Linked DNA regions of Mus musculus: all the other regions are linked to region 1. The links are chromatin contacts, called in public ChIA-PET, Hi-C and promoter capture Hi-C maps. All regions are on one chromosome and are shown on one strand. Each heading gives the region's core, a stretch centred on a gene start, on an enhancer-like site or on the middle of the called end of the contact. The rest is flanking DNA. Distances are from core to core; before and after follow the strand shown.

Region 1 (5,709 bases), core at 446-2,945:
ATGGTCATCAAAGGTAACAAAAGCAAAGCCCCTCTTTTTCCCACTGCCTCTGTCAGTCATAATTTCTATCACTTCAATCTTCCCATACTGCTCAAAATAATCTCGTAGGTGATGTTCTTCAGTGTCTTCTTTAATACCACCAACAAAGATCTTTTTCACAGTTAAGTGGGCACCTGGTCGCTGAGAATCCTAAAAAGGAAAAATGACTTCAGTTATTTAGTAGTAGCAGTTTCTAAATGACTGGGAAGGTGTGGTGGCCCACCCCCCCCTTTTTTTCAGAGACAGGGTTTCTCTATATATCCCTGGCTGTCCTGGAACTCACTCTGTAGACCAGGCTAGCCTCGAACTCAGAAATATACCTGCCTCTGCCTCCGGAGTGCTGGGATTAAAGGCGTGTGCCACCACCTCCAGGCCCTCGCCTTTAATACCACTTGGGGGGGATCTCCCAATTGAGGACTGCCCCAATCATAGTCTCAGGTTAAAGAGAAAAACCACTCACTTCTCTTGAGACAGCTCTCTTAGGTTCCACAACTCTTCCATCCACCTTGTGTGGTCTTGCATTCATGGCAGCATCCACTTCTTCCACAGTGGCATATGTGACAAACCCAAAGCCCCTGGATCTCTTGGTGTTTGGATCTCTCATTACCTGTTTAGAGTTAATTCAATCAATACACTGCCTGATCTCAGAATCAAAAGCCATTCCTAGTCTGATCAAGGCAAACATGAAACTTCAGAGTGGGGGGGTGGAAATGTAAGCTTCTTACAGATCTGAAGAAAGCCCCAGATTTTTTTTTACCATCCCATTAGTTAACTTCACAAAACAATTTAGCTAAGAAGCAGCAGATTAAATCGGAAGAAATAAGCCAGCTCTTCCTTTTGTTTCTTTTAATCTTACCACACAGTCTGTTAGTGTTCCCCATTGCTCAAAATGGCTCCTCAGACTCTCGTCGGTTGTTTCGAAGCTCAGCCCTCCGATGAAGAGCTTCCGCAGCTGTTCTGGCTCCTTGGGAGACTAAAGTGGAGGAGGGAGTGTTTAGCGGAGGGGCTGGAACCTGGGAAAATGAATCAACACCCCGCAACAACACATGCTACACTTTTTTATTGTTCTTTATTACTGCACGAGACCACGTGCTCCTTCCTAGGCTAGGAGGTGCTGCTGGGGATTCACTCGAGTTGCACGCAGCGCATGCGTCCTTACTTTTACTTCATACGCACGCGCAACAAAGGGCACAGGTTAGTCGGGTCCATCCCCATTAAGACTTAATATCTCTTTAACAAGCGATTGTTAGACCAGAATGGGGGAGGGGAAGAAAAGGCCACACTCCCCAGATCATTAGTCTGTGAAGTTTGCCACAAGGAACAGTGCATGGACGTTAATGGCGGTCGGATCGCAGCCTCATGGTGACTATGAGGACAAAATGGCGACCTGCATTTTTTTAAAGTAGGCCTCAGCACTAATCGATAAAACACCGAAACCACGGGTGCGAGCAGCAAAACACGTCACATCCCGCTATATTCAGTAAGTGTGGAAGAAAGAGAAGCTGCAAAGCGCATCCAACTTACCTCGGACTTAGACATGACGGTAGAGTTACGAGAGCCTTCAGCGATGCTTCCTCGGCAGCGTCAAAGAGCAGAAAGGAATACGATAACGAACGTGCCCGCCAGCCTACCTTCTGCTCGCCCTTTTATCCCGCCTCCTCGCTCTCGGTATTGGTAGACTCCGCCCTTACTTGAGTCTTATTGGAGATTTGAAATTATTCCCTCCCACCATTGGCCCGTGAAGACGCCCTGCTAAGAAACGGCATCCGTTTGGGCGTTCTATTCAGACTCCGCCCCTTTGAGTCACTGATGCCCCAAGGGATCTTATCCTTAATCGCATTGATTGGCTAACTAGCCAGTCACTTATATTTGAATGTATTCACGTCTTTTAAATGCCTTTCATAACTTTCCCACACCCGAACATTACAAACTCACTCGTCAAAGGACCGCACGCTACAAAGTAGCTCACCGCGACTTTTCCCAGCCACTCCCTATAAGGCGCATGTGTAATAAAAATGGCGAGTTCACGCCGGCGCACTACGATGTTCCGCCTGCTGCCTGGAACACGTGAAATGGCGGGCGGGAGAGGGTTGTGAACCTAGGCGCCTGCGTAGTGGCGGGACCAGCGTCCAGTTTTGCGCAGGCGTTTTGGGCGGAGAAAAGGTCCAAGCCCAGGATTGGTTGCGCAGGCGCAGGGAAGGATCCGTTTTGGCGGGCGGTTGGCATTGCGCAGAAGGCGGCGGTAGCGGTGGCTTGTGGTGCCGCTTTACCACAGAGGAACCGTGCAGGCCTTAGCGTGAGTGATCACTTTAGATCTTGGGTAAGTGGCAGAGTCTCGTCTACCCGTACGAGATCTTGAACCCGCTCCCATTGCACCGGTTATTGTACGAAATGAATGGACCGCTGAACTGGTGGGGGGGGGGGTGGACGACGACAGTGAAGGGGCCGCGACGGGTCGGGCCAGCCAATAGGACAACTGGGGCGGGATGTTTTATCCTTGCAGGTTCTGTGAAGCTGCCTTGCCGAAGCATTTGACTGGCGAGCCTATAGGCCAATTGGGTTTTCCTATAGCTGCCTACCGATCGGTCCTTGGGCCATCGGAATGTGGGAGGCGGGTTTTTCTCGCCTGAGTTGCGTCTCTCCGAGCCAATGAGCCCCAAGCGCGCGATTGGCCGGCCTTCCCCAAGAGGCAGAGGCTGGACTCCTGTGGGGAGCGCGGGAGTTGGCTGGTTAAATTCTTAGAGCAAGCCAGGAGTCACTAGAAAGACAGGATTCCCCCCTCCCCCCCCCAATAAAGCTTACTCTTGCATTTGTGGGGGCGAGTATTTTAACTTAAAATGACTCCTATAACTAAGGCATTCATTCTGTATATTACCTTAGGGAAAACATATGTTTTCTTGTGGCCCTTGAGTTAATCATTTTTCTTGTAGTTTTTGGTACGTTCCTCCCTTCACTTGAGACTTTGGAGAACGTGCCTTTAGTCTTTGAAAACTTTTAAGAGAAGAATATTGAAATTTTGAATGAGATGACTTAGGTAAAGTACTTGCAATGAAAAGCATCCAAGAAAAATAGACTTAACCACTAGCACCCATTTCCAGGGACACTGTATTTGTATTTCTATCTCTATGAAAGTTTTTGAGAGTTACATGTCAAAAGTCAAAACGTGTTGCTTCTATGGAAACAGTGGGGCCAAGGCCTGTATGTTTGAGGGATAATTGTCATTGATGAAATAATGAAAACCTTAATAAAAATAGACACATTTGGTTTTTTGTTTGTTTGTTTTGTGTCATCATGTACTTGTCACCACCATTCATGTTCCCAATTCTTTTATCTGAATCTCTTCTCCGAAGAACATTTTTCTCCCCTAACATTCAAGATACTCTAAGCTCCTATTTCTGCTGTTCATTTGAGGATGTCTGGTGTGGGGTGAAAAAGCTGATTCATTTAGGAGGTATTTAGGGTGTTGGGGACAGAAGACTCCACCATATCTTGAGTTGTTATTCATTGTTTTGATTCCATATATTTTTGTATTTTCTCTGCAATTTTGTTGGTGTTGATAATACCCACACTTCTCAGAGTATCTAGACAAATGTATAATTTCCATTTATTATCTGTGTCTGTTGATTTATTTATAGTCTTTGAGGTAGAGGTACCTCATTGTGATAAGAAAATTCCAGCCTGGCGTTAGTGGTCATTGCCTTTAATCCTAGCAGGAAGATGGATATCTGTTTGAGGCCAGCCTCCTGGTCCATGTAGTGAGTTACTTGACAGCCAAAGCATAATCAGACCCTGTCTCAAAAACGAAGAAAAGAAAGAAAAGAAGATAGTTTCATACTTTTTACAAAAGACTGATGATGCCGGGTGGTGGTGGTGCACGTCTTTGATCCCAGCACTCGGGAGGCAGAGGCAGGCGGATTTCTGAGTTTGAGGCCAGCCTGGTCTACAAAGTGAGTTCCAGGACAGCCAGGGCTACACAGAGAAACCCTGTCTCGGGGGGTGGGGGGGGGGGGACGGACGGACTGATGATTTCAATTTAGTTTTCTGTTTTATGTCTCAGGCTGGCCTCACATGAAGAGATCTACCTGTTGGTGCTATCATGCTTGACAGGTTTTTTTTTTTGTTGTTGTTGTTTTTTTTTTTTTTTTTTGGGTTTTTCGAGACAGGGTTTCTAAGTATAGCTCTGGCTGTCCTGGAACTCACTTTGTAGACCAGGCTGGCCTCGAACTCAGAAATCCACCTGCCTCTGCCTCCCAAGTGCTGGGACTAAAGGCGTGTACCACCACCGCCTGGCGCTTGACAGGTTTTAGTGATGTTTCTAATGAATAGAGATTTCCATAGTCACTGGCACTTTAAAAAGGACAAACATATTATACAACCATTAGCTGCTTATTTACACTAACAGTGCAACTTCAGTACTGAGCTCTAAAGTGATAGTGGACTCACGGCATCTACCTAGATATGGTTCAGAATATTTTTTTTTCCTTCCAGACATGGTTTCTCTGTGTAGCCCTCATTCTGTAGACCATGCTAGTCTTGAACTCAGAGATCCGCGAGCCGCTTGTTCTCGAGAGTGCCGGGATTAAAGGCGTGAGCCACACTTGCTCAGTCTCTGCTTTCTTCCTTTCCTTTCAGTGTTTCAGTTTTGTTTTTTTTTTTTCAAATTTTTATTAGGTATTTTCTTCATTTACATTTCAAATGCTATTCTGAAAGTCCCCCATACTTCCCCCCCAGTGTTTCAGTTTTAAAACAATACCAAAAATGTAAAAATGAATAATAAAGTCTTCCTCTAAAAGGGCTAATGCTAGAATTTATCATTTTCAGACATTTAGCAGTTAGCAAAGCATGGAGGAAATGACCGCCCACCACCACAACCACCACCACCTTGTCTTGGAGTACTCTTTAATAAATGGACCATTAATCCTGTTTTTCCTCTGGTATAGATTAGTTTCTGGGTCTTGAGGTTAAAAAGGGAAATTTTACCATTTCTTAGAGAGTGAACATAGGATTATGGCCAACCTGTATGCTTTGTGAGTTTCAGGTCAGCAGGGCCTACTCTGTCTTATAAATGAATAGGACTGATTACATCTTCAGTGTATGTGACTTGTTTTTTAAAAAAAGGCAAGTAAGGGGCTGGGTATGTAGCCCTATCTTAGATGTTCTTAATTTTGTAGCAGATATAGGCCCATCCTGACATTCTTGGGTTTTTTTTTTTATTTTTTTGGACAATGTTTCTCTGTGTATGGGCCTTGGCTGTCCTTCAACTAGCTCTACAGGTTAGGCTGACCTCAAATCCATAGAGATTACCCCTGCCTCTGCCTTCCAGGTGTTGGGATTAAAAATCATGTGTCACCATGCCTGGTGTTGTCATTTTTTTTTTTTCGGAATATTTCAGATTCTGTCTCTCTCTCTCTCTTTTTTTTTTGGTTTTTCGAGACAGGGTTTCTCTGTAGCCCTGGCTGTCCTAGAACTCACTTTTGCCTCTGCCTCCGGAGTGCTGGGACTAAAGGTGTGTGCCACCACGCCCGGCCAGATTCTGTCTCTTAATAGTTGTTTGTTTGTTTTAAGATTTATTTTATATATGTGAGTACACTGTCCCTGTCTTTGGACACACCAGAGGAGGTGTATCAGAACCCGATACAGATACCTGTGAACCTCCATGTGGTTGCTGGG
Region 2 (5,150 bases), core at 2,116-4,615, 770 kb after region 1:
GAAGACAATCATTTCTTCTCATAAAATTTTATACTGACACTATCAAAAAAATTGAGAATAATCAGTGATAAATTCCACAACTTTGGGAGTGGGTGGGTTGGTGAGCAGGGGGAGGGGGGAGGGGAAGGGGATTTTCAGAGGGAAAACCAGGAAAGGGGATAACATTTGAAATGTAAATAAATAAAAAGAAACTATCCAATAAAGTTAAAAAAAAAAAAATCCACAACTTTGTATAATATGTAGAGGCCTGGGTTAGTTTAATGGTATTTGCCTAGATACCCTGAGTTCAATCTCCAGTACCACTGAAAATCCAAAACAAAATCTTCTTTCTAAAATTAAGTAACCGTAACATACATCAAAATGCCTCACCAAGCAGCTATGTCTGCTTTTTGGCTCTAGCCACTTGTTAAGTCTTTCTTGCTCTCTTAGGCTTCCTAGTAAAAGCTGTCCATTTTCCCACCACACTCCACTAGAAAAGAGTGCTAAAGCCAGATGTCCACAGTGCTAATCTGATGAGCTCCAAGATGCTTGTCTGCTTTTCCTGGCCCCTCCCGTAGCAGTTACTATGACCCAATTTTCCAAGCTGGTGCCTACCTTTCCATGCATAAGTAGCCTGATGGTGAGAGTGACATTTAATCCACCTTCAATCACACCGGTGTCCATGTCTAGCAGTTACAGGGAGCTGGACTTTGAGTGGTCAAGTCTTTGGTCACTGGTGAAGAGTGAAAGCCAAAAACTGAAATGTAAGCATGACCAAAATAAGAGGGGAAAAATAAAGAGTAATTCCTTTCCAGTTATTTTCACTTTGCCATTTTCAGTCTTATCTAATTGACTCTTTAAAAGTGTTAGCCTATCAGACTTGTAAACACTCCCAGCACAACTCTTTTACACTTACAGATCAGGTTTTGTTTCCAGTTTGCTCATTAATGATAGGCTTTCCACTGATGCTTGAGATGAGAAAGATCCGACCATTCCACTGGTAATGGTTCTAAGTGAATTGCTTAAGTGCAAAAAGTTGTCCTTCAGCTGAGGAAGTTTTAAAAGGACTCAGTAACAGCTGGGCAAACTTTTAACTACAGTGAGGACAAATTCAACCTGCTTTCTACTGGACAGCAGTTAGAAGTGAACAGACTATATATGTAAATGTACTTAGTATAGAAATTTCTAAAATTTAGATATACTTATCTCAAAGGTTGATGAATGATAAATGATTTTGAAATGTTTTAGTTTAGATGTGTGGATAAGGGTACATTTCTGTATAATCTCAGCACTTTGGAAGTTTTGACAGGATTGTTTTAAGTTCAAGGCTACCTTGGACAACCTATTGAGAAACAAGTGCAGCTGCTAGAACTACACAGTGGGACAATCACAAAATAACAAGAAAAATAACTACACTCATGAGTCTCACAGAAAAAAGTATTCAAGATACACTTCACAACTTTGGGTTCCATGATCCTTTGAAATTTAATCCTGTACGTCTCAGTTCTTTGCTCCCATTCTTCCTCTAATCACTTGAGAAAATTCTCTTGTGCTTTTGTTTTAACTTTCACTATCACACAATTAAGTCTTTTTAGTCCCAAATTTTCTTCCAAATACAATAGAAAAAGTACTAAAATTTTACTTCATATTTGCTTTGATTGATGAAAGATTGCCAAGATGGCCCCTTTTTACTCATCCTCTGAAACAACTTTGAAATAACTACTTATGTAGACAAAGAATTTGGTTTTTGATATTTTTGTTTTTAATACTTTAACACCAAACACTGACAGTTCCAAGAGTCTCAAGCCCTGAAATTTCTCCAATAGCATGGCAAGTATTCATCCCTTCAAATCAGTATCAATGATTTCTCTCCTCCTACAACTAATTTTGTCCCTTCATAAAACCAGTCAGTTTTCACTTTGCCATAAACACACACAATACACATACTGTTGGGTTTTTTGTTTTGTTTTTTTGAGACAGGGCCTCACTATGTTGCCCAGTACTGAATGTAACTATTAACACCAGGCTGGCCTCCAAACTCTGAATCCCAAGTCCATACTTTAAGTATGTTTAAAGCACTTTAAAGTGACTGTCACACCACTCTATATAATGCAAACTATCTTCTGGTTACTTCAGGATGTAAGTGATTACATAAATGCATCCCTAAAGCACATCAGTTCCCTATTTCCAGAAAACAGTTAATTGCTGTCAAAAAAAAAAAAACCTCACAAATCAACATCTCATTTATGGAAAAACAATGCTTGTTCACTGAGTCTGCAAGATTAACACCCCCTCATACAGTATAAAACTGTTAGTTCCACTTCCCCACTGTTATATTAATCACCTTAGAAATACAGTTATACAAGTTCAAAAGGCAAAGAAACTGAAAACCTAGCTACAAATTCATTTCTTAAGTAAAGCACGAAGATGTATTTTTTTTAACTCCAAGTCATGTAAGTAATCTGAGAAACCTGTCAATTCCTCTCCTGAGTAGGTCAATCTAAGTGTACCCCATCCTGGGAATCCAGCTGTTAATCCTGCAGTCAATTACCCCTCTATAAATAGCTCGGTCTGGTTTATAGCGGCAGGCATTTTGTAATTTCAAAATTCGTTACCCGAGAGAACGTCAGAGTAACTCGGTAACAGGGAGTCCGCCTACCCTTTAACTCTGCAGCTCCCCACTCCCCTCCCCCGCCCGGGTCATCCAAGCATTTTCCACTTAAAAAAAAAAAGCCCCCCCCCTTTCCCTTGACTGGGAAAGGGGGTGAATAAACGGTTCGGTCAGGGGGGGGCGCTGCGACCCAGGGGGAGGGGCCGGACAAGCAGCGCCTCCTCGTGTGTCTGCGCCAGCGCCTGACCCCCGCGGGGAGCCGCGCTCACCCGCCCCGCCAGCAAGCCGGCCATCGCCTCCCCAACCCCCCTCAACCAACAAATCCACCGCCGCCCCCCCTGCCGCGCGCGCGCCCTCCCTGACTCCTGCGCAGCCGCCACCGGGAGGGAGGGGGGAGGGGGCAGGCTCTGCGCGAGGCCTACTAGGCCGCGCCGGAGCCAGGGCCTCGCGTGAATGCCCGGGCAGGCAGAGTGAAGTAGTAGACGCTCATGCGGGTCTACGAGAGGCCGAGGCTCCAGAATAGGGCCGGAGTCCGCCAAGAAGGATGTCACGAGTGGAAGAAGAAGCTATTGCCGGCGGCGGAGCAGAAGATTTTAAGCTTACCTGGAGGCGCGAGTCGACTGAGGGGAAAAGGGGAGCGGGCGGGAAGGGGAAGGGCGGGAGGCCGGGGGCGGAACAATAGGGGCGGGCGGGAAGGCGAGGGGGGCCCCGCTAGCGGGCGGAGGAGGGGGGGGTGAGGAGGAGGAAGGGGGAGAGAGACCCCGGGGCGGGTGGAGGGCGGCGGAGGGCGGGCGGGCGGGCGGAGGGCGGGCGGGCGGGAGAGGGCGCAGGCTGCGGCTGCTCCGGCTGCTGCCTCTGCTGGTCTGGGAGGGGGACGGGGCGGAGCGGGCCGCTTTCAACCCCGCGCACCCTTCGACCCCGGAAGCGCTAACCGCCCCGGGGGCCGGCGAGTCGACTGCGTCGTCCACACTTTCCCCACGCAATGCGGACCGCCTTCCCGGAGCCTAGAGCGGCTCCTTGGACAGCGTCGGCACCAGCGAGACGGCCAGTAACCAGCGGCGAGGTCTGAGATAGAGCGGCAGCGCAGAGGCGCGGAGGATACCAGTGGCCTCTAGCGGAAGAACTGGAAAGCTCAGGCCTAAATACGAAGAGGTGGCCAATGCTTTGGGATCAAGATAGGAGGGAGGGAAAGGAAAATAACAGTTGTCTAAAATAAAAAACGAATGGCCAGACTGAAAGTGTCAGGCAAACTGCTTACTCTAAAAATAATCCACTTTAGTGAGTGCAGAAGAAATGAAAACATCATTATTTTGCAGCCCAGATACTGAATCAGGCAATAATAATTATAATAAAGAATTAAAACGTAAAAGAATGTTCTTAAATCAGACGGTGGTGGTACCCAACTTGATTCCAACACTGGAAAGGCAGAGTCAGGAAGATCTCTGAGTTCGAGTCCACCCTGGTCTACAGAGTGAGTTCCAGGACAGACAGGGCTTTTTAGAAATCAAAAGAAAGAAAGAAAAGAAAAAAAAAAAGAAAGAAAGAAAAGTAACTTTAAAACTTCACTGTATTAGGACAACATTGATCATGTGAATATCTCACTATTATATAAGAAGTACTGTATAATCTAGAATTCCTGCCCAAATTGGTTAATCTTTTTATTAAGTCTAATTATCCATTTATAGGAACGAAAGAACAAGTTAAACATCAGTACAAGAAGGTACTCTGTGGCCAAGCACAGTGTGTGATACAAGCTGATACCATTGGGGAACTTAAGGATGACAAAGGTGAACCTCAGGCCACCTTGGACTGTAGAGCAACGCTGCTTTATTGTTGCCTGTTGCTCCTTAAAAAAAAAAAAAAAAAAAAAAAAAAAAGACATCTTGAAAACACAGAATTTTGTACACAACACAAGACAACTATCCTGGTGTCTTTAAAAAGGCAATAAACCTTTTTTTAAACGGTTTGTATGTGTGTATACAAACTGAGTGTGTGTGTGTGTGTACTTACACCACAGCAGGCAGGAAGAAGTCAAAGGAGGATTTTCAGGAGGAGTCAGTTTTCTCCTTCAACCAAGCGGGTCCTGAAGATCGGACTCAGGACATCAGGCGTGATGGCAAACGCCCTTTCCATCGCACTGGCTGTTAGGACTGGGACGATGTCTCAATAGTTCTCCAACTGTTCTCCCAGAGATTCAGTGTTCAATCACCAGTACCGACATAGGATCTCACAGTTCCATGGGATACAACACCCTCTTCTGGATTCCACAGGCACTTGCACACAAGTGGTGCACATATATACATGGCAGGTAAAACCCATACAAAATAAATAGGTACATCTGTAAGGAGTCCGAGGCACATGCAGGTAAAAGGCAGGCAGATCTTTTGAAGTCAGCCTGATCTACATGGCAAGTTTCAGGACACTGAGAGCTACATAGTGAGATTCACTCTCAAAAATCAAACAAAAACAACTTGTTCTTACAAAGGAGCCAAGTTCAGTTCCCTGTAGATGGGTTCACAATTCCCTGAAGATTCAACTCCAAAGATCTGATGCCCTCTTC
Region 3 (5,376 bases), core at 867-3,366, 940 kb after region 1:
GAAGAGAATGCGTTCCAGGTAGAGGGGAGGGCGCTGTGGAGTAGACAACAAATAGCCATCACAGGCCAGCTCTGCCAGGTCCAAAATACTCCTCAGGTGCCCAGGGCAATCGAGCTTGGCAGTCAACTGCTGGGTGCAAGCCCTCAGGATGGTATCGCAAATTTGTCTTCTTTCGGCATCTGTTCGGCTGCTGGGGAAATCAGTCCGGGATCTGGACAGGAACTCCTAGGAGAAAGAATCAAGCCGCGTGAGCAGAAAAGAAAGGGGGGGGGGGGCAGAAACAGGGCCCCACAGGTTCTCATGTATCTCTCTCCAAGTTACGGCAAAACACAAGCCAGGCTTGGTGACACAGGCCTGTGTGAAGGCAAAAAGACAGAAGAAAAGTTCAAGAGCTTCCTGGGCTTGAGCGAATGAGCACTGTCTCAAAATAAAAAAGTGAAAACAGGCCGGGCAGTGGTGGCTCAGGCCTTTAATCCCAGCACTTGAGAGGCAGAGGCAGGTGGATTTCTGAGTTCGAGCGAGGCCAGCCTCATCTACATAGTGACTTACAGGACAGCCAGGGGCTATGTAGAGAGACCCTGTCTCAGAAATCTTTAAACATATATATAATATTTAGATAATATATAGCTTACATATTTCATACTATATATTATATATGCTTGTATATAACATATGAAGACATAGATGATATGTTATTTTTAAAAGTGAAAACAGATATAGAGATATAGCTCCGTGGTGAAATATTTTCCTGAATGCATGAGATCCTGAGTTCAATCCCCAGTATGGAAAAAAAAAATTTTTTTTAATTAAAAATTAGAGGGCTGGTGAGATGACTCAGTGGTTAAGAGCGCCAACTGCTCTTCCAAAGGTCCTGAGTTCAAATCCCAGCAACTACATGGTGGCTTCACAACCATCCCTAACGAAATTTGATGCCCTCTTCTGGAGTGTCTAAAGACAGCTACAGTGTACTTACATATAATAAATAAATGAATAAATAAATAAATAAAATTAGAATGTAAAATTTACTATAAGGAGAATGATAAAACGTAAACAAAAACCGATGTATAACTCTCCCAAACGGAGAACATAAACCAGAGTGTCCTTAGGAGATGATCACATTAGTAGCCCTAGGGGAAAAAAAAATTTTTTTTTTCAAAGACAGGGTTTCTCTGTGTAGCCCTGGCTGTCCTGGAACTCACTCTATAGACCAGGCTGGCTTCGAACTCAGAAATTCACCTGCCTGTGCCTCTCAAGTGCTGGGATTAAAGACATGTGCCACCATTGCCCGGCGGAAAAATAATTTTTTAAATAAAAATAAAAACAATAAATAAAAAGGAAAAGGAAGCCGGGCGTGGTGGCGCAAGCCTTTAATCCCAGCGCTAGGGAGGCAGAGACAGGTGGATTTCTGAGTTCGAGGCCAGCCTGGACTACAAAGTAAGTTCCAGGACAGCCAGAGCTATACAGAGAAACTCTGTCTCGGAAAAAAAGAAAAAAGGAAAAGGAAAAAAACACAGATAATCTCAGAAACTAGGTGTGTCCTGAGCCATAAAGGGTCCCACCTTCAAGTCAGGCAGCAGCTGCTGGGTCTCCTCCTTGCTGCAGAGCAGAGTGGCGAAGTTGACTCCTTTGAAGTTCCTCATGGCAAAAGTCTAGATACAACGAAATGGTTTGTAGAAGCCTGCGAAGGGTTGTAATGGAAATAACTGGAGGAAAGAAGGGATTGAAAGTTGTAGGAGGATTCAAAGGATGAAGCAGGCAAAGAATCCCACCAGAAATCCTATGCGGGGAGAGGCCGATATAAACTGGGCTCCCGTTACAAACTGACAAGTCCACTGTTCCTTCCTCCAGGACGCTCCTTGTCCTCAGTGTCCCACCAGGCCACCGCAGGGGTCTCCACAGGGTCCTGGGCGCCGAGCACACCCTTTCGGGGGCCGCCGAGCCTCCGCAGAAACGCCCCGTTTCTTCCCAGGTCAGCAATGGGAATGTCACTTACCGCGGCTTGAGCGCGCGCTCACCAGACCCTCCGTGCCTTAATTCCCTCGAAGCTGCCGTTCCTCACCGGCCTAGCAGCGTCCTCCAGCCCGAGCTCCACCAAGCACCGGGTGGGCACGCTTCGTTTTCCGCGCCAGCACCTCCTTTCAAATATCCCTAGTGACCAATCAGCGAGAAAGCGTAACGCAGGCCGGCCGCGTGGCGCTCTGGGAGTTGTAGTTTATCTGCCGCGCTGTCTGTCACGTGTTCCTGGAGGGGCGGGTACAACTCTGGACCGGAAAGACTCTGGGACACAGTCTCCTTCTTCAACCTCAGTCAATTACAGTCATTTCGCAGTTGGGTGGTCAATCACTAAGTCTTTCTTGCCTTTATTCCCTGAGCTCAGGCAGGATTTTAAATTTCAAGAGAATTAAAATAAGAAACCCACATGGCTTGCTTTGCGTTACTAGGAAAGAAAAGGTGTAATAGCCTTTGATGTATTTTTTTGTTTTTATTTTTGTTTTTTGAGACTGGTTCTCACTACGTGATCCTAGCTGTCCTGGAACTTGCTAAATAGACCAGGCTGGCCTCTAAGAGAGATCCACCTGCCTAATGCTGGGGTTGAAGGTGTACACCACCACACAGGGTCTTTGGGATTCTTTAAAACTCTGACTTTGTGGAGAGGGACACTGAAAAGGGTGCAGGGACAACCTCCGGGTTCTCCTAGGTTCTCCTCCCTCCCAAGTTTGGATTCCAGCCTACATCTTACATGGGTTGTATAAGAAAGGCTATAGAGTTGAGTGAAGAGTAAAGGGAAGAATTCATTGTGAACGTTCACAGTCTTTTGTTTTGTTTGTTTTTTGAAACAGGGTTCAAAATACTGAGCGTAGGGATTTCTGAGTTCCAGGACAGCCAGGGCTACACAGAGAAGCCCTGTCTCAGGAAAAATCAAAAGAAAGAAAGAAAGAAAGAAAGAAAGAAAGAGAGAGAGAGAGAGAGAGAGAGAGAGAGAGAGAGAGAGAAAGAAAGAAAGAGGGAGGGAGGGAGGGAGGGAGGGAGGAAGGAAGGAAGAAAAAGAAAGGGGGAGACATAGGAAGGGGAGGGAATAAGAGAAAAAACTGACATCTCCCCCACTAGAAAATTTCAGCGTGGGAATGGCAATATTTAATGCAGACACTAACAATGCCGAGCTTTTTTCTCAAGTCAGGGGCATAAGGAAGAAGCAGCCATCCTGGAAATTGACCACCTTTATCTCCTAGCCATGGCCCCTCTCCCTTATCTGCCTGCCTACCAAGTAGTCTAACTCCTGCTCTCTCAGATGCACTATAAAGTCAAGGGTGGTACCAAACATCACCCACCACCAGAGGGTAGGGAATACTTACTAAGGAGGCTGAGGAGCTAAAAAAGCTTAAAGTTCAAAGGCAGCCTGGGTTGTCTAGTGAGACCTCGTCTCAAAATCAAAACAAAACAAAAAATCTTTTTAAAAGCGGGCCTGGGGCTGGAGAGATGGCTCAGAGGTTAAGAGCACTGACTGCTCTTCCAGAGATCCTGAGTTCAATTCCCAGCAACCACATGGTGGCTCACAACCATCTGTAATGGGATCTGATGCTCTCTTCTGGTGTGTCTGAAGACAACTATGGTGTACTCCTACACATAAAAGAAATAAATAAATATTAAAAAAAAAAAAAGCGGGCCTGGAGAGATGGTTCAACAGTAAACAGCAATGGCTGCTCTCCCAGAGGGCCTCTGTTCAATTTCCAGCACCCACATGGTGGCTCACAGCTCTCTAACTCCAGTTCCAGGGATCTGGTCCATTTGGGTAGCAGACACAGACATGGTACCCAGGCATATGTAGAGACAAAAACACCTATAAACATAAGTATAACAAATTAATTTTTAAAACGAACAGTATTTGTTACAAGGTGGGCCTGTTAATTCAAAACTATGATCCTAGATACTGGGGAGCCTGAAGCAAGAGGATCTTGGGTACCAAGAGTGAACTACAGAGGGAGTTCAAGGCTAACACAAGCCATTTAAACCATTTCAAAATAAAAAGTAAGAGGACTAGAGAGATGGGTCAACAGTTAAGAACACTTGTAGCTCTTCCTGAGGATCCAGGTTTGGTTCCCAGCGCCCTCATGGTGGCTCACAACCACCTGTAACTCCAGGGATCATATGTCCTCTTCTGACCCCTTCTGGCACCAGACACATATGGTCATGTATGCACATGGAGACAAATAACTCATAAAAAAATAAATAAACAGGCCTTTAAAAATAAATGAATAAAAATTAAAAGTGTAAAAGAGGGCTGTGGATGTAGCTCAGTGATTAGAGCAGGTGCCCGACATAGACAAGGCCCTAGGTTCTAATAATAAGTGCCACAGTAAATCAATCAATAATGATTATAGACATTTCCAGGATACTCCCTGTAGGATAAAGGACCTAGGAGAAAGGAGGTGAGCCATGAGGACATCAATTGCCTCAGTACTAACTTCCTAAACACCATGCTCACCTGTATGTTCTTTACTGAAAGCTGCGCAAAGTGGAAGTCGGGAATATGGGACCCAACACTTAAGAGATGGAGGGAAGATAATCAGGAGTTCAAGGCCAGCCTGCGGTATGTGAAACCTGGTCTCAAAACAAAGTCAGGTGTGGTGGCGTTAAGCCCAGCCTTTAAGCCCAGCCCTCTGGAGGCAAAGTCAAGTAGATCTCTGTTACTGAGAGGCCTGCCTGGTTTCCATAGCAAATATCAGGTCAGCCAGGACCACCTAGACAAACTTTATCTCAAAAACACAACAACAACAACAAATGTGCCTGATACAACTTGACTCATGTCATTTATTTGTTGGGTATGCATTCATAGGGACATGTGCTGGTACACATGGAGGTCAGAGAACAACTCCCAACTTGAAGATGTCTGTTCTCTCTCAACCATGTGAGTTCTGGGGATTGAACTCAGGTCACCAGTCTTGGTGGCAGGAACCCTTAACTTCTGAGCCATCTCGCCAGCCCTAAGTCATAGAGTTGAATCTTACATCTGAATACTAAATGCATAAAAGAGGCAGCGCAGACGGTGGAAAGAGCTTTGAACTTGAGACTGGGCAATGAAGACAGACTCTAGTCCCAGCTTCATTTGTTCAGTTTCTGTAAAAGGGGTTACAAACTCCCAGCACTCAGGAGGCAGAGGCCAATGGGCTCTCTGAGTTGGAGGCCAGGGTCTACATAATGGGTTCCAGGCTAGCCAGAGCTACATAGAAGTACACTGAGATATTCCTAGCTCAAAAAAAAAAAAAAAAAGAGGATCTGGAGATGGCTCAGTGGTTCAGTGGTCAAGAGCACTGTCTGTTCTTGTAGAGGATCTGGTACCTAGCACCTAGCACCCATGTCTGTTCGTGTAGAGGATCT
Region 4 (5,820 bases), core at 2,602-5,101, 550 kb after region 1:
GGGACATTCCGTCTCTAAGCATCCCTATGTTTGCCTTGATTTCTTTTGCAATCCTCATCTTTTTCTTCATAAGCTCCCTCTTCAAACGCCTTAAAGAAATCTTACTTAAGCAAAGAGCCTTATTTGTCATTTAGTTTCCTCTAAGGGAAGAGTGAACAGCAAGCAATAGAGGAAGCACTCAAACATTTGTTTAGCTCCTATTAGGTGTAGCGCCTATAAACTTTGCTCTTGATTAAGAGAGGTGTGCGTATGCTCTCATGCAGAGGGGTGTGTGTGTGTGTTGTACATGTGGATGCAAATGTAGGTGGGTCTGCAGGAATTCTTTGCTGCTCAAGCCTTGCTCTGTATTTATCTCTCCTTTGGGAATTGCAATACCTTCTGTGCACACACAGGCTATAGCCAGGAGATATTCTTCTGGTTTCTAGATGTTTGTACACTACCCCAGGTTCCTCTGTTCCCATCTTGAGCTTTGCCGTGTTGACGTGTCAAGATTTAGCTGCTTTCTTGTCTCTGTGTATGCATCATTGGCATTCTCTTCTCTGTCATGGTGCATGTAGATCCAGGTATCCAACCCATGTGAAGTCATCTATGTCCTGAAGCCCCTTCTCCCAAGAAAGACTCTGTGAGGAGTCCTTGGCACCCTCCTTTCCAGGCTGCCCCCACTTCCCACTTTCCATGCCAGGAGAGATCTAATTACACAGAAATTAGTACAGAGAAGGATCGTTTGCTTTTATGGCATCAGCGCCAGGGCAGCTGTAAATCTGGAGCCGCTACTGCAGCAGCTTCTGAGCACTGTGAGGACGCTGAAGGGGCTCTCACCTCTTCACCCCCTCTCCCCCTGGGCCGCTATCCCTGTCCAGGACCTGACAACCCGTATAGGTACCCATCTCACCAAAGGATAAGGTGTGAAAGGGAGGCTGTGGTAAATCAAGACACATAGTAGGTGTTCAATAAATGTTACCTAGCTGATTAGAGGATGGATTACCAGCATTGTTAACCACTACCCAACTACCCAGATGCAGTGACCAAAAGAGGGATACTCTTACCAAAATTCCTCAGAATTTTCACATTCTTACCAGCCTTCCATACTTTTGTATGTGCCCAGATAAACCTGATGGGTAGGGCAATGTGTCACTGGACTTCTATTTCAGAGACCCTTCTTAGGCAGCATCAGGTCGTGAAGACAGACCAAGTTCAGGTCTTGATTCTTCTCTTACCTCTTCTTTCCCATCACCCTTCAGTGTAGCTTTTACCACAACCCCCCCCCATCAATGGCCATCACATATTTGGGGGACATTGCAGCATGTAGACAGACTGTACCCACGCAATCAGAAATGAACACTTCTTTATGGTAGTCTCATCCGATGAGTAGAGAGGGCATAAAAGGCTCTAGCGACCCCTGGGCACCTGGAGGCGACTGTCTGCCCATTGCCAGCACACTTTAAGCACACTAACATGGTAGTGGTTATTTGTGCTTCCTTTTTACTGTACTGGGATTGAACAAAGTCATTCATGCAATGCAGGCAAGTGCTCTACCTCTGAGCTACCTCCCAGTCCCGACTACAGCTATTTTGATTTCCATATGTTGAAGGGATGAATTGCTTCCTTGCGGTGCTGGAGGGTCTTGCTGTGAAGGGTTGCAAAGAATTGAAGATTTCTGTGAAGAGGGTTGGGGGTAAGTGGGAGCTGGGGGGGGGGGGCGGGGATGGATAGAGACACGGCCTTTTCCAAAGTAGCAAAATCAAAAGCCAAATGCCCAAACTTCCTATTTCTTCCCAACAGTTCCCAACCCACAGGCTCAGGACTCCTTCCTCTTGTTCTTCCCTACCCGGACATCTCCAAGTCAAGGCACTTTGACAAGAACTCCCATATTCACTCCCATAGAGATGAATCTGGAGAGCTCCAAGGGGTGTGTAGGTCAGGAAAGAGTGAGCCAAAGAAAAGAAGGCCTATCTGCAAGGCCAGCCCCTCCAGGACTTCAAAGACCATTTGGACAGGACATCCTGTTGCCACCTGGGGGGGGGGTGCGGGGGCAGGAGGAGCTGGCTAAAGAAGTGGAGGCATATCCTCTGTGTCCCTCTCACCCCTGTATCTGCGTCCCAGAGAGGGTGAGGATTTGGCGTGAAGGGCAGAGCGTCGGGGGGGATCTCTGGCTCCCGCCTCCCGCAGCCCCCAACCCCAGCTCAGGCTTCAGTCTCTCCTCGTTGTAGCAGAGCGAGAGCAAAGGGACGGGCAGTAAAGATGAGTGATGGCGCGGAGACAAGCAGAAATACACCATCATGAAAATGCTAATGACTCCTTGCTCTCTTTCTTTATGGTTGGAGTAATACAGACTTCAATCATAAAAACAATCTCCCAACATTTTAATGGGCTCCATCATGCCCGCACTTGTCGGTATATTTGAAGAATAAATCACCCTCCCCGCTCGGAATGAATTCGCTGTCAAACTCGGCTCCCTCGGAGAAAATGGATGAGGAAAGAGGATGGAGGCTTTTTTTTTTTTTTTTTTTTTTTTAGGGGAGGGTGTCGTCTCCCCCTCTAACTCCCTCCTAAACTGGATTGTTGTGAGAACTGCCTGGATTTTGAGTAGCAAGCAGGGGACTGTTGGAAGTTGGGAGAGCTGAAGCCATAGAGGGGGTTTTAAGAACAGTGGCTAAGTGAGTGAGGGATTTCACATGGCGAGAAGCCACCCCTGGGGTGGACGAGGAAGAATGATCAGGGGTAGGAATAGTGACAGCATTAAAGCAAAGGGCAAACTCCTGACAGTTCAAGGAGATGCGGAAACTGCCAAAAATCTGTACATCTGCACTACTTCTGCGTTATTGGGTCGAATTCCTCTCAGATTGGGCCCAAGCTGGGGCGCAGTAGAAAAAGAAGGGGGGAAGTTTGAGAGATCTCTTTTGTAGGGTAGAATATCATAGAGCAAGAATAGGTTGGGCTCTGAGCTTGCGGGGGTATTTTCAGCGCAGTAAGCCACAGGTCTGCACCTCTGAAAACTGCCTCAGAGTCCGGGGTAATTCTCATTTCCATACAGGTGGCAGCCAGCCAATGAAAACTTGGGATACGCATACCGCGCACAGCCAATCCCAGTTAAGGATGAGCTGACTTGGCAGGTTTAATTGCATCTTGATTGGTTGAGATGTTGCTAGGCAAAATTTGGGTCCTGGCGATTGATGCGGCCCGAACTGGAGAGGCAGGTGACTACGAAAATATCTAGAAACCTGGATTGACATTTTTTTCTTCCTGAGTTCTTTCAATCGCAAAGGCTTGATAGGGTCAGAATAATAACTGTCCCTTTTCATCTCTGGAGTGGGAGAGCGAAGTATACCTCACTCCCACTCCGCACCACCCCCCCCAAAAAATTCATCATTAAAAACTGGCTACTTTGGAGGGCCTTCTAAATTCTACAGACCCGGCAGGGAACCTCACCTTTTCCTGCCTTAAGCTTATCTTTGAGCCTTTGAATTGTAATTTAGGTCCGACTTTCTCTAATGTGCCAGGAATTGAAGAAATCGTGCCTCACGGGATCCTCTGCTGCTCCTACCTCCTTGTCACTCGGCCAAAACCTGTGAGGGGTCAGAATCTCATCCAAAGGTCTGGAAAGTGGTATTCCCACATCAGCAGCTTCTGAGCCTTCATTTGCATCTGGTTTGCATAAATAAACCGTCCTCCCCTCCCACTCCGGACGAAGCGCTGGGGCTTTCACCCTGCTACAAACGCCTCCACGCCCACCCTGGCGCACCCCCGCCCCGCCTGCAGCGCCCCCTGCCGGCTACAGGGCCTGGCGCGCTGCGGTGATGGCGAGCGGCAGCCTCCAAGGAGGCCGAGGGGGACTGTGGCGGAGGGGCGGAGGCGACCGCCCGGTGCAGCGATCCCGCGGGTCTGGCCGAGACCGTGCGCGAACAATATGCCACCATTTAAGTCTGAACGCGCGCCAGCCGCCGATTGTGATGTTAATTCGGCGATGATTTAGGGGGGCGGGACGGAGCGGGGCCGGCCGCCTCTCTGTCAAAATGCTGTCCGGAGCCTTAATATTTGTAATTGAAGCTGATGAGGACTTCGTTTCTGTTTCTACTGATAAAAAAAAAAAAAAAAAAAGGCAGGGAGGGAAAAAGAGCAACTAAATTATAGGGCTGGGAGAAAAACATGATTAATCAAAGGTTTGAACTGTCGCGGTGCTGGAGACCCAGTAAATCTCGCCGGCCGGGGCGTGTAGAGGCCGGAGGATAAATCTGAGCCCCGTGGAGTTTGCCACCCCTCTCTGTTTGCCTCTCGCGTCGCACGTCAATTAATTCGATAATTGGATTTGAAGAGATGTCAGAAGATTATCCAGGGGAAGTGGGAGGAGCGGTTACCAATGGGAGAACAGAGACGAGAGCCGAGGCCCACGGGGTCAGACTGTAGAGGGACCGGAGAGCCAGGCAGGTCTGTCCGGATCCTTCACCCAGCTCGCCTGTGCTTAGCTCTGCGGCAGACCCTGAAAGGCGGCTGCCTGATGTCAGTGCCCAGCTGCGGCTCGCAGCTCACCTCTGCGGACACTGTCCCCTAGCGCAGTCCCCAAAGCTCTCTGGAAGGCCTGACCTGTGCCACCAGAGCCATGTACCACATGCCTCCTGTCCTGTGTCCTAGATGTCCCAGCGTTAAAGCATCTGCCAGTCCATTTGTATTAGATTTGTATACGAAGTGTCTCTGTTCCCCCAAGCTCCTTTGAAGCCCTGGTTCACCCTATCTGATCGCTGATGTTTTTCTCCACATACTGGGAGTTGCCAAGAAGACAGGGATCAAGACTTCTCTTTGAATCCCCACTCCCACTGGTGGAAATTATTCTTCCCCTTATCCCAAAAGCTCCCCTCCCATACACTTAGAATCTAACTTATAACCAAAGTGTCCTGCTTAAAGAAAATGTCTATAGACACATGCACACCGACCCAGAGCACTAGTCACCAGGCCCCTAGCGGGAGACTGACAAGCCACAGAAATCGGCAACTTCAGGTGACTCCTGAAAAGGCTATACCTGTCTCCTATGAGGAATTAAACTTGTTTCATTACTGGGAAGGAGCACTGCAGGGAGGCCTGAGATGAAATCAGCCTACCACTGGCAGAGGTTAGAGGTGGGAGTGGGGGTGGGAGGTGAGGGGAAGATAAGGGGAAGAGGGATAAAGGGGAGGGGAGAGGAGGGGGGAGGGGAGAGGAAGGGGAGGGGGAGGAGGGGCAGAGGGGAGGAGGGGGGAGAGGGCCACAACTACTGAGACAGAGGGACAGAGAGGTTGATTTTAATTATTCTTTCTCCTCTGGTGTCTGTAGAATTCTATTCAGGGACAGGGTAAGGCGAGGATAGAAGCTTACAAAGGAATACAGAAAATGTTTCTGAAAAGAGAGAGAGAGGGAGAGAGAGAGAGATAGAGAGAAGATGAATTTGGAGCTCAAGAAGGTGGTGAAGGCAAAGCTCACAACGGCTGCCTGGCTAGGCTGTCTGTAGTACAGAAATCCTAGGAGAGCTAGCATCCAGAAGTGGCTACCCTTGACCTTTGAAATTCAAGCAAGGGAGATGTGGGAACAAGATCTGTCAAACAGCAACATGAACAGTATGGCAAAGCCAGGTTTTGTTTGACTGTACCAATTGAAAATACTGGCTGGTGCTGGCCAACTGTGCACAGTGTTCATATAATCATCCTTTGCATAAGTGGGAGGCAATATCCTACCTATAGAGGGACCGTGCAGGGCATCTTTAGACAGCTTTTGTTTCTATGTGGAGGCTCCTCTGGGAAGTTAAAACTCTCCTCTCTCTCTCTCCCTCTCCCTCTCCCTCTCCCTCTCCCT

What was found. Promoter capture Hi-C pulls out the DNA fragments that hold promoters and counts their contacts. A called contact is a pair of places that touch in the nucleus more often than the background predicts. ChIA-PET counts read pairs in DNA pulled down with a chosen protein or histone mark.
Region 2: an RNA polymerase II ChIA-PET map of memory CD8 T cells shows a contact between it and region 1, with 20 read pairs. The contact joins the promoter of Pcbp2 here to the promoter of Hnrnpa1 in region 1. A contact is called at or near these places in 1 of 39 promoter capture datasets (liver) and 5 of 115 datasets of contacts at active chromatin or transcription factors (bone marrow-derived macrophages, lineage negative bone marrow cells, memory CD8 T cells and 2 more).
Region 3: a contact with region 1 is called in a Hi-C map of B cells, with 10 read pairs. The contact joins the promoter of Espl1 here to the promoter of Hnrnpa1 in region 1. A contact is called at or near these places in 1 of 39 promoter capture datasets (pre-B cells), 1 of 484 Hi-C or Micro-C datasets (B cells) and 2 of 115 datasets of contacts at active chromatin or transcription factors (bone marrow-derived macrophages and embryonic stem cells).
Region 4: a contact with region 1 is called in a promoter capture Hi-C map of neural stem cells. The contact joins the enhancer-like site here to the promoter of Hnrnpa1 in region 1. A contact is called at or near these places in 2 of 39 promoter capture datasets (cranial neural crest and neural stem cells) and 8 of 115 datasets of contacts at active chromatin or transcription factors (craniofacial prominence, embryonic forebrain, embryonic stem cells and 4 more).

What each region holds. Positions count from the first base shown.
Region 1 is chr15:103,236,383-103,242,091 of GRCm38.p6, reverse strand. It overlaps Hnrnpa1 (heterogeneous nuclear ribonucleoprotein A1), which reads right to left and starts at 1,695. Exons shown (of 11, transcript NM_001039129.4): 1 at 1,564-1,695; 2 at 896-1,012; 3 at 500-646; 4 at 1-189. The coding sequence starts at 1,578. Cbx5 (chromobox 5) reads left to right here and starts at 2,240. Exons shown (of 5, transcript NM_001076789.2): 1 at 2,240-2,359.
Region 2 is chr15:102,468,847-102,473,996 of GRCm38.p6, reverse strand. It overlaps Pcbp2 (poly(rC) binding protein 2), which reads right to left and starts at 3,365. Exons shown (of 15, transcript NM_001103165.1): 1 at 3,194-3,365; 2 at 595-736. The coding sequence starts at 663. It overlaps Gm36331 (a long non-coding RNA gene), which reads left to right and starts at 3,501. Exons shown (of 2, transcript XR_384469.3): 1 at 3,501-3,742; 2 at 4,276-4,556.
Region 3 is chr15:102,293,033-102,298,408 of GRCm38.p6, reverse strand. It overlaps Espl1 (extra spindle pole bodies 1, separase), which reads right to left and starts at 2,116. Exons shown (of 31, transcript NM_001014976.2): 1 at 1,994-2,116; 2 at 1,560-1,649; 3 at 1-225. The coding sequence starts at 1,640.
Region 4 is chr15:102,691,087-102,696,906 of GRCm38.p6, reverse strand. No RefSeq gene overlaps it. Among named protein-coding and RNA genes, the nearest start is that of Mir688, 22 kb to the right of the region's middle. Within about 2 kb of position 3,851, at least 128 of the 459 cell types and tissues checked have an H3K27ac peak or open chromatin away from gene starts, as enhancers often do. A contact at or near this core is called in craniofacial prominence, embryonic forebrain, forebrain and 2 more, where this site is marked.